2 separate regions of the Mus musculus genome follow, and region 2 is linked to region 1. Evidence: chromatin contacts called from public HiChIP or PLAC-seq data. All regions are on one chromosome and are shown on one strand. Each heading gives the region's core, a stretch centred on a gene start, on an enhancer-like site or on the middle of the called end of the contact. The rest is flanking DNA. Distances are from core to core; before and after follow the strand shown.

Region 1 (4,933 bases), core at 781-3,280:
ATATTTAAGGCAAAGATCCACCAATGGACCCAGGAGCTCCAGCTAAGAGTGAGATGGCCAAGTTGAGATCACCTGGCTGGAGCAATGTGGTCCGTCCAGTTGCCAGTGGTAGTGCGGAAAGCCTGCCGGTTCTTTTTTTAAATATTTTCTGCAACAGATGGGGCCAAGGCACAAACCCATGCTCTACTGACTGAGCTAGCCAGACTCAAAGAAACAACTGAGCATCTTACCTCCAGGTGAGGCTGTACATTTATGGCTAGGTCGCCACTGGGCAAAAAATTGCCAATCTCTCCTGCAGACCTGTACTGTTCTTGAAAGGAGACAATTTACGGGTTAGAGCAGCTTAGTTTTGCCGAGACAGAGTAGGCTAGTCTTTAATATTCCTTTATCTCTAAGGTCTGTCAGATGATCCTGGGCCAGAAGGCTGAAGACAGACAGATGCTCCAACTTCCTGACTTACTGGGGCTGTATAGGTGGGCAGCTGGCTCTGCAATTTGTCTCAGTTCTGGAAGCTGCGCTAGGCTTCCTATATCTTCAGATATGTTGGTCCTTCTCAGATTTCTGACGGGGTTGAAAAACTACTTACAGTCTCATAGCCAACCCAGGCTATTTACTTTGAGAGAACAGATTTGAGAGCATAGTTTTCAGATGGCATTCAATCTGAAATCAAGACAGAAGTCAGGTGCAGAATTATAGTCTTTTAAGTTAGAATAGAGGACAGGGTTTTATTTTATTGACAAAAATGTTGGACTGGGTGTTAGGTCTATCTTATACCTTATACGTTACAACATGGTAATAGCTGTGCTCAATTTATATTTTGAGAGAAAAGTTTTTTTTTTTTAATTTAATTAAACAGAAAGGATGATTAGTCAAAGGATTTCCCTGTCCAAGTACATTAGTGAGGAGGAGGCCTGTGATTGGACAGGGAAAAGGGAGGCGGAGCTAAGTGTTGCAGAGACAGCTTCTGAAGAGGGGGAGAATGGAGGCAGACATGAATCAGTGTGGCTTGAACCACCCACAGGTAGATATGGTATCATAAGGTTAGAATAATTGGGATAAAACTTTTATCATTATCAACTGTGTACTGGCTAGTTTTGTGTCAACTTGACACAGCTGGTGTTATCATAGAAAAAGGAGCTTCAGTTGAGGAAATGCCTCCATGAGATCCAGCTGTAAGGCATTTTCTCAATTAGTGATCAAGGGGGAAAGGCCCCTTGTGGGTGGGACCATCTCTGGGCTGGTAGTCTTGGTTCTATAAGAGAGCAGGCTGAGCAAGTCAGGGGAGGCAAGCCAGTAATGAACATTCCTCCATGGCCTCTGCATCAGCTCCTGCTCCCTGACCTGCTTGAGTTCCAGTCCTGACTTCCTTGGTGATGAACAGCAGTATGGAAGTATAAGCTGAATAAACCCTTTCCTCCCCAACTTGCTTCTTGGTCATGATGTTTGTGCAGGAATAGAAACCCTGACTATGACAAACTGGCTCTGAAATTATTGTATTGGCATCCTGTAAATAGAAAATTTATTGGTACATAAATCCGATTGGTTTGTTTTAAGTTTTAAGAGTTCTGATTCTACTAGGTAAATGGATGTTGTGATGGCTGACCATGGAGTGGATGGACACTGTGTGGGCCTGGCGGCAAAGATCTGCCAAGGAACCCAGGAGCTCCGGCCAATAGAGAGACGGCCCAGTTGAGATCACCCAGCTGGAGCCATGTGGTCCGCTGGTCGCTGGTGGTAGCACAGGAAGCCCGTCGGTTCCTTTTTTTTTTTTTTTTTTTAACATTTCCCACAACATGTTTGCTCTTTCAAACTCAAAATTCTGATTTTGAGAGTCTATTCCACCAAAAAACAAAACAAAAAAAAAAACAAAAAAAACAAAAAAAAAACAAAAAACGCTGGAAAGGAAAATGGGTGGTGTGGCCCCGGGACACAACAAAGACACTGCTGAAGGAAATGAGTGTGAGCCAACAGGGCGATGGCTCATTAAGCAGCAGAGTAAGCAAGCACACTCACTCAATCTGATGGTATAAAGTGAAACTAAAGGAATTTTTGCCACAAAGGAGGAGGAGATGCAGAAGGTTAAGCAAACACTGCAGTTCCCAACAGAGCCCATGAAACAAAGAAGCTAGGCAGTCAAAACTGGGACCCAAAGTCCCTTTCACACGCATATTCACATACACGTGACTAGAAGCATAACCCCCCCACAAACACACACACCTCTTTTGTTTTGAGACAATCTTACTCTATAGACCAGCCTGGCCTAGAGCTTACTACATGGCCCAGATTGGCCTTGAATCTATAGAAATCCTCCTCCCTCAACTTTCCAAGTGTTAGAATCATGGATGGGAGTCATGCCTGATCTCACCTTCTATATTTTAACTGTACATAACAAGCTTGCTGGCCATAAATAAAATATTCTTGAAGTGTCATAAAAATATTTAAAAATATGTACATCACAAAAGGTATTTATAACCAAGGTATCAAATACACAATAACTAAGTCTTAGCTTACTCTTCGGAGTATTTTAATTTTAATAAAGCAATCATGGCCTCTGTTACCATTTCCCGGAGTGTTTCTTAGGACAGGTCCTTGGATAAGAGGAGAAGGCTGACATGACTAGAAAGAGAACATGGCTCTGGCCTAGGATGTAGGATTCCTTCACACATGCTCCTGAGACTATGTGCAAACAGGGAGAGGCATGCATGGAAATTTGTGTAACCAGTATCGAGCACAAACTCCAATCTGTTTCAACACCTTATTTCCACCAAATACCATTAAAATTCTTAACAAAGCAGGTTACTACCTGGCCATTGTATTTCAGGGAAGATGACCTTGTGTGTGACATACTGGAACCACTATGTATCTGATAGGAATTCAGAGTGAGACTGAAGAATACCGCCTTAGAGAGCTCAGATGCCAACTGGCTTTAACACATAAGAAAGGTAGGTTCTATGTTTCAGGCTTAAGTAAGCATCCAACAGTTCTGCACTGGCCAATCATGTATCAGCAAACTGCAATGGAAGAAACTTACTTTGCATAGACTTTTAGAGAAATAATTGCTTTGTATCCTCTACCATTCTGAACAAGCTTGGTGACAGTTCTTTAAAATTCATATTTTAATTGTATTTTTTGTACACCCATGAGTTTAATGAAGGTTCAAGAACATGGGCTTGGTTGTCACAAATGCATGGGAATCTTATCAGCTGCTGTCCCCCACCCTCTGCAGCCATTGACCACTGAGAAGATGATCAGGGCTGCTGCAGCCTGTTACTCCTTCCCTCTCCATGAAAGGATGCTGGCAAGACTGATGTGCAGGGCTCTCGTAGGTAATCACAGCTGCTAAGAGTTCAAGGGAGCAATGGCTATGCCACACCCACAGGGTAGGATGCCACACCCACAGGGTAGGATTCCAGCGGTTCCCTAACCTCTCCTTTCTAGTTCTCTTGATATTGTCTGAGACTGGAGGGGTGACATGAAGCCTTCTCAGGGCTAAATGCTTAACAGGAACTTATTTTCAATGCTTAGATCAGTTTTAAGCCTGTATAGTAGCTGCCATCCAGTGCAGAAAGCAGCTTTTCTGACAAAAACTGACAATAGCACTGACCTGTGGGCATCAACATAAATAATTGGGTGTAATCTGACAGGTGCATCGTGTCCTTTTAGCAAGACAACAGCAGTAGCTTCCCCAGCAGGGCATATGACCTCTTCTGCCATGGGCTTCTGACCAGGCTTACAGTACCAGACATAAAATTCCTCCTGATGAGTGGTCTCAAATCAGTAAGGAAACAGTTGGTTACCCTATTAGTCCTGCCTGTACTGCACCAGTGGGCATATCCTGCTCCGAGGTCAGTAGTACAAACTACAGGGTTCATAGCTGCGTAATGTCACCCCCTCCTAGCAGCATCTTCCAGCACTATGAGGACTAGCCAGAATGCAGAAAGCTTGTGTAGCTTTATATTAAGTCATTCTTGACCAAAGTTTCTTTTTTTTTCTATACATACTAGATAATGTGGCTTTTCATTTGAAGTTGGACTATATAATTTGTGGCTTCTGACAGATATAAGCAAAGTTATATTAAAAATGTCAATGCAGAAAATTATTTATTATATTGATTCACAAAATGTTATAGGTACAACAAAAGATTCTTTCGCTTCCTTTCTGTGGTTATAATTTCCAATAGGAAAAAAAATTGTTATAATGAGAAAGTACTAGTTTATGGGACAAAATCTGGGGAGAATGGAGAACTTCTGTGTGCATACATGTGCAAGTTATACATCCACCAAGCAACACAGGAATGAATAATTCCTTCTTTGTAGCATAAGCACAACTTGAACAGCACAAAGAGCCTACTGATGCACTACACACACAGACCAGAATTTTTGTTAGGCATCCATGAGACTGGTTCTAGCACCCCAAAGATACTAAAAGATAGTGACAACCACATCCATCATATAAAATGGGTGATTAACATGAAACCCACAGATATCTTCACTTATGCTTTGAAGCAGGTTATACTTAAAGTGCTCTGTAAATATAGTCACAGTGTTTAGGGAATAACACAAACTTTTTGCCCAACACTTTTGTGTTATTGTTGATTGAGTCTCTGGATGGAAACCCATGGGTATGGAAGGACAATATATATTAATGAAGGAATTCTTCAACTAACTAAATTGATAACTATGCATTTCTCGCAGCAATTATAGGAAAGAAGAATGAGAATATAAAACCACAGGAGACTCTGGGACAATCATGTTAGAAATGCAACTCCACCTGCTGACACAGGTTCTCAGTGAGGACTCTGAATGAGCCTCTGTGGGGCTGCATACCAGTCCAACTTCTTAGGAGATCAAAAGAGTGCTCAATAACTTACAAAGGGGGATTTCAGGTGTGTCCCCAACCCAGCTAGAATAGCAGCCTCACATTTTTGGTCCCT
Region 2 (4,933 bases), core at 1,687-4,186, 2.1 Mb after region 1:
TCAACATCTTGTCGCCCTCTGGCAGCCTAGTTTACTTATCCGCACTTAATTTCTCATTTGGACCAAAACAAACTCCTCCAAACTGCTGCTGACTGCTAACCGCGAGAGAGGAGACGCGCGCTATGTATTTACTTGGATAGACAGCCACACACATGCACAGCCGCAAACAGAGCCTCACTCTCACCAGACAGCGACTTGTTTTGATAATAGCACTACATTAAAACCAGCTGAACTTTCTCTGTCAGGTGTGGTGGAGGCGCCTGGAAAAAAAGAAGAAGCCCTTGGGGGCACAGACAGTTTCCAATAGATCACCTAAGTATGCTTGTTGCAATTATACCGAGGATACACCCGAGAGCTTTTCTTTGTGCGGCCCTTTCATCTAGATCACTTTGTGTTTTGAACAAGTGAGGCTCTCTTTTGTGCCCCTAGAATTTCAAGTACAGAGTCACACACGAAACAACAATGGCACGCTAATCCTCCTGCTTCTAAATGGGCTCACTTGTGGGTCTGACAATTCGCCCAGGGAAAAGAGCAGAGGGAGCTGGGCGCAGGCTGGTGTCCTCTGAGACGCGGAAGGGGACAGCTGCAGAACTAATTTGGATTACATTCCTTGCCTAAATTCTGAAAAGGGCTTTTCGGCATAGCCCCAACCGGGAGCTGCAGAGTTAATACCAAATTGCTGTGGACTTGAAGCGGGGATCCCCCCAGCGGCCCGGGCCACGCCAGACAGCTCCCTGGTAGGGTGGCCTGATAGAAATTCCTCTCGGCTAAGCCTGCATGACAGTGGCAAGTGTTTTTGAATGGGTCAATGTGCATAATCAACCCATTGAGGGGAAAGGCAAAGGGCTCCGAGTCGGGGGCTAGAAAGGGATGTATCTAGGCGGCCGCCTGGAATCTCAAGTCCTTGCTGCTGCTCTGATTCCAGAGGTGGCTGGAGCGCAGGATCTGGTATGCAGGAAGAATTTCAGAGTCACTGGGAGTATGCAAACGGCCAGCACAAATGGCGCACATGTGCCATTCGAAGGTCATTTTGAACCGCTCAGAGATTGTAACTTGTTATTTACTAGGCGAGGAGGAAGAGGCGGGAGCGGGGGCGGAGCGGGAAAACTAGCAAGCTGCAGCTTTCTCGGTGAGGTCAGAAGGACACCCTCTAGGGACCTAAAGCTCTCCCTGTCGCCACTCCTGAATGTTTTATCTTCTCAAGCTGACGCCCACGTTCCCGCCACCAGCCCCGGAAGGTTCCGGAAATCTCTCTGCCTTCTCCAAAAGCCCTCTTCTCTCCCCTCTGGGCCAGGTCAGACACACAGATTCTCCTTAGTCCTTTCGCGTCCCCTCCTCTCATCCCCGGGGTAACTCCCAAGAGTCAAGAAACTTTGAGCTCCTCTACATCGCAGCTGCTGTCATTGGCTCTGGCGGCCCCAGCACGACAGCGACACTGTTTCTCTCGGGGTCAATTAGTCCTTTTTCTGTCCAAATACCTGGGGCTTGGGCGATCCAGCCAACAGTGGCAGCGCTCAGGACGCCGCCACCCGGCCCGCCTCGGGCTAAGTCAGTGAGCGCCACCCGCGAGCTCTGCAGCCCGGCAGGGCAGTAAACAGAAGTTTAGGCCAACCCCAAGTTGCACTACTGGAAGAACTCTTCCCAGAGCCAAGTCCAGCATGGGGAGGGAAGGCCGAGCTCTGGACTCAGTATGCCAGGCTCTTTTAGAGAGAGAGAGAGAGAGAGAGAGAGAGAGAGAGAGAGAGAGAGAGAGAGAGAGAGAGAGAGAGAGAGAGAGAGAGAGAGAGAGATCATGCTGGCTGAAGAGTCGCACGCCCAACACACACACACACACACACCCTCTTTCTCGCCCCAAGTCAATCTCAAGACAGCCTAGAGATGCCAACTAAGAAGGCCCAGAGTCCCTGGCCCCCGGCCGAGGCGCGCACCCGGTGCGCTCCAGCTGCCCGGATAGGGCTGGGCGTCCGGTGTGACCCCGCAGGCTACTGGAGACTCGGGCCAGGGACCCTGCGCCAGCATGCTCAGGTGCCAAGCCCGGCTCCCCGGCCGCGCTCCGCCGCAGCCCTGCACCCCGGGGAAGGCCAGCCAGGCTCAGCTCAGGAACCTCCTGGCAGCCCGAAGAGGTGCAGCGATTCTCCGGTTTGGTTTGATTCCCCCCCCCCCCCTTCCCAGCTCGAGAAGGAGGGAACCTCCACTGACGGGCTCAGGTCTCCCACGCCCCGAACAACGGGCGCCACCAGAAGCGATCCCGCTTAGGCTCCCAGAAAACGCGCGAGAAAGAAAGAAGGGGGCTAAAGAGAGGGCGAGAGGGGGGACAATAATATAGAGGGTGGCAGGAAAGCGAAGTCATTTGTAGCATCAATTAAAAACACACGCACGCACACACAAAGGTAAGTTTGGGATGGAGCTAGGGGCGACCCAAGGCAGAAGCCCGGTCCCTAGGGTCCCTGGAGCCTAAGGGTGACAGAGGGGCGAGGGAGAAGGGAAACACCGGAGGCAGTGGCGGGTTCAACAGCTGGAGCGCGACCGGGAACCGCGAGACCGCGACCCACCTGACTGAGAAGCGCTGGGCTGGACGGTCCCCGCTGCCATCAGAAGGCTCCCCCAGACCCAGAGTCCCGTCGCCAGCTTCATTTTTGGCAAGTCTCAGATCCCGCGCTGACAATTACATGTCCAAATACCATAGCCACTTGCGAGCACGCGGAGGAGATCTCCCCCCCTCAGCCGGGAGCGCGTGGGGGGCGCAAGGGGGGCGGGCGCGGCGCGCTTGGTGCACGGGCTTCCCGGGGCCGGAGAGCCAGTCGGCGACGGCGGCGGCTTCCAGGACCCGTGGACCCGCGGACCCGGCAAGGGGCCGCGGAGGAGGGCGCGCGGGTGGGAGTGAGCGCGACTGTGCGGCTGGTGCTCCGAGCACAACGTACAGCTAGTTCCCGGAGTGATCCTCCGCTCGCTCGTTCCCTCCTCACTTTCTCGCTCGCTCGCTCGCTCTCCTCACTGGTTGGTCAACAATAAAAAGAAAGAGGGAATAAAGGCTTCCAAAAAAAGTTGATTGCAAAGAGGCGGCGGGGTTCCGGCCTCTCCCCCCAAAACCGGGCTATGTTCAGCTCTCTCTTCAGTCTCCTTGCACCTCCTGTCCAAATCTGGAGGGAAAAGGAGGGGGTGTTGCTTCTTTGCTTCTCCCCGATCCTGTCCCCCTTTTTTTCCACTGTCAGCTTTCCTCACACTTGTCCAGCCATTGCAGTAATTAAAGCTCCGAACGTCATTTCCAACGCTCCGCGGTCTCCAGCCGCAGCCCCACAGAGAAATTAATAAGAGTCAGAAGAAAGATTTTTGAAAAAGAAAAGAAAAGAAAAGAAAGAAAAAAAAGAGGGGAGTGGGGGGTGGGAATCAAACAACCCTCCACACAACCAGCCAGGCTTTCCTCCGCTGCGCAAGCCCCGCCCCTGCTCTGACCCATGTAGCCACGCCCTCCCCCTAAGGAGAAATCTTATTGGCTCAGACACTCCCCAAAATCCTCTGCCTCTAGAGTTGGAAAAACACCTGTCAGACAGTGGGAGCAGCAGGGTCATGGTAGGAGCTTGGGGAAGCAGGATCTGAGAAGCTCAGTGGAGACCACTGTCTGAAACGCTCCCCTTGGGGCTGCCCCGGCAGAGGCCCTGGACAGCTGGCCCGCTGAGTAGTCAGTCCACCAGAAGGAATGCTTGCTGAACGAATTTTTTGACACAAGAACAGGGCATTTTCTTTATTGCTCCAAGGTGTCAGTCCATACACAGAACCTTCCCTAGAAATAGAAAGTCAACGTTGCTTTGGGAATAAAATATCTTTGTCCCTCGCCATCACCCAGAATATTCCATACTTAGCATACTTAGTACTTTAGAATGGATATTGTAGGTAGCTGGTAGCCTCGCAGGTAAGATGAAATCTTCCAATAGTTTTTTTTTTCCAAATAAGCCATCTCTCCCACCTTCCCAAGATGACATTGGGCCAAACTTAAAAATCCATATTTGTGAAACCACATTCTTTGATTCTGAAATTATGCAAACTCTCTCGTCTGTGCTGTTCGGTCTGAAGGTGTTTAGGAGGTGAGATCTTAGCTGACCTTCGAGCCGTTAGGGCCACGCCATAGCAGGGCCAGCTTGAGGCCCTGCACTTGCCCTCTTTGCAGGGTGTGTGCTTCCAAGGTCATCAACCGCTGTACGACTAAGTTTCTCTAAGTCTAAAATGCCCTGGAAGGGATTACTGTAGTCTGAGAGGCCACAGGTCTAAAACTGCTCTATGCTGGGGCCAGAACCTGTAGTGAGTCAGAGGATACTCCTTTGCTATGTGTACAGCTATTCTATGAAGGCATTTTCTATGCTTGCTCTCAAAGCAGTGACTAAATATATACAAAAAAAAAAAAAGCAAGGGTGCTTTAAAACCAAACCACCCTACTTCCTCGGTCACTATTGGAGTCCTTCCCCATCTCCCACATCTTCTGACTATGATCCCATCCCTTAAGAATTCCCAGGCAGCTGAAAACAGCAGTAGCAGAAGCCTGAAGCTTGAAGCCTTTCCTTGGCCCCACAGTGTGTAACAGGCCCACTGCAGGTCAAACAAACTGCGTGTGCTTTTTATCCAGAAGCAGCCCAGGGCAGAGAAAAAATGGATCCCCAGAGCCAGAGAAGGGGCCTTGACTAGAATGGCACTGACTACAGAAGCACATGCACCGGGCTTGGGAGTTATCTCTATTTTCGTCTTTATCTCATTTCTTCCTTTCATTTAACACAATCTCGGCCCAGTTTACCTGTCTTCCATCAGCTTATGATTACTTTCAGATACGTTTTCTCCGTAAAAGCTGCTCATTTTTACATCTGCCACCACAATAACAATTTCAGTGACAAAACAAGCTACTTCTAGGGGACTGGAGGGAGTTTCAGCTCCTACATTTTGTTGG

What was found. HiChIP or PLAC-seq counts read pairs in DNA pulled down with a chosen protein or histone mark.
Region 2: a contact with region 1 is called in an H3K4me3 HiChIP or PLAC-seq map of embryonic forebrain, with 18 times the contacts expected there. The contact joins the promoter of Erbb4 here to the enhancer-like site in region 1. A contact is called at or near these places in 6 of 39 promoter capture datasets (the C10 cell line, cranial neural crest, frontonasal cranial neural crest and 3 more), 1 of 484 Hi-C or Micro-C datasets (ganglionic eminence) and 5 of 115 datasets of contacts at active chromatin or transcription factors (embryonic forebrain, embryonic hindbrain, embryonic midbrain and 2 more).

What each region holds. Positions count from the first base shown.
Region 1 is chr1:67,015,616-67,020,548 of GRCm38.p6, forward strand. The region is part of intron 3 of Lancl1 (LanC (bacterial lantibiotic synthetase component C)-like 1); the gene reads right to left. It overlaps LOC115487097 (a long non-coding RNA gene), which reads right to left. Exons shown (of 2, transcript XR_003947846.1): 1 at 1-4,933. Among named protein-coding and RNA genes, the nearest start is that of Lancl1, 21 kb to the right of the region's middle. Within about 2 kb of position 2,031, at least 8 of the 459 cell types and tissues checked have an H3K27ac peak or open chromatin away from gene starts, as enhancers often do.
Region 2 is chr1:69,105,123-69,110,055 of GRCm38.p6, forward strand. Erbb4 (erb-b2 receptor tyrosine kinase 4) reads right to left here and starts at 2,937. Exons shown (of 27, transcript NM_010154.2): 1 at 2,553-2,937. The coding sequence starts at 2,634.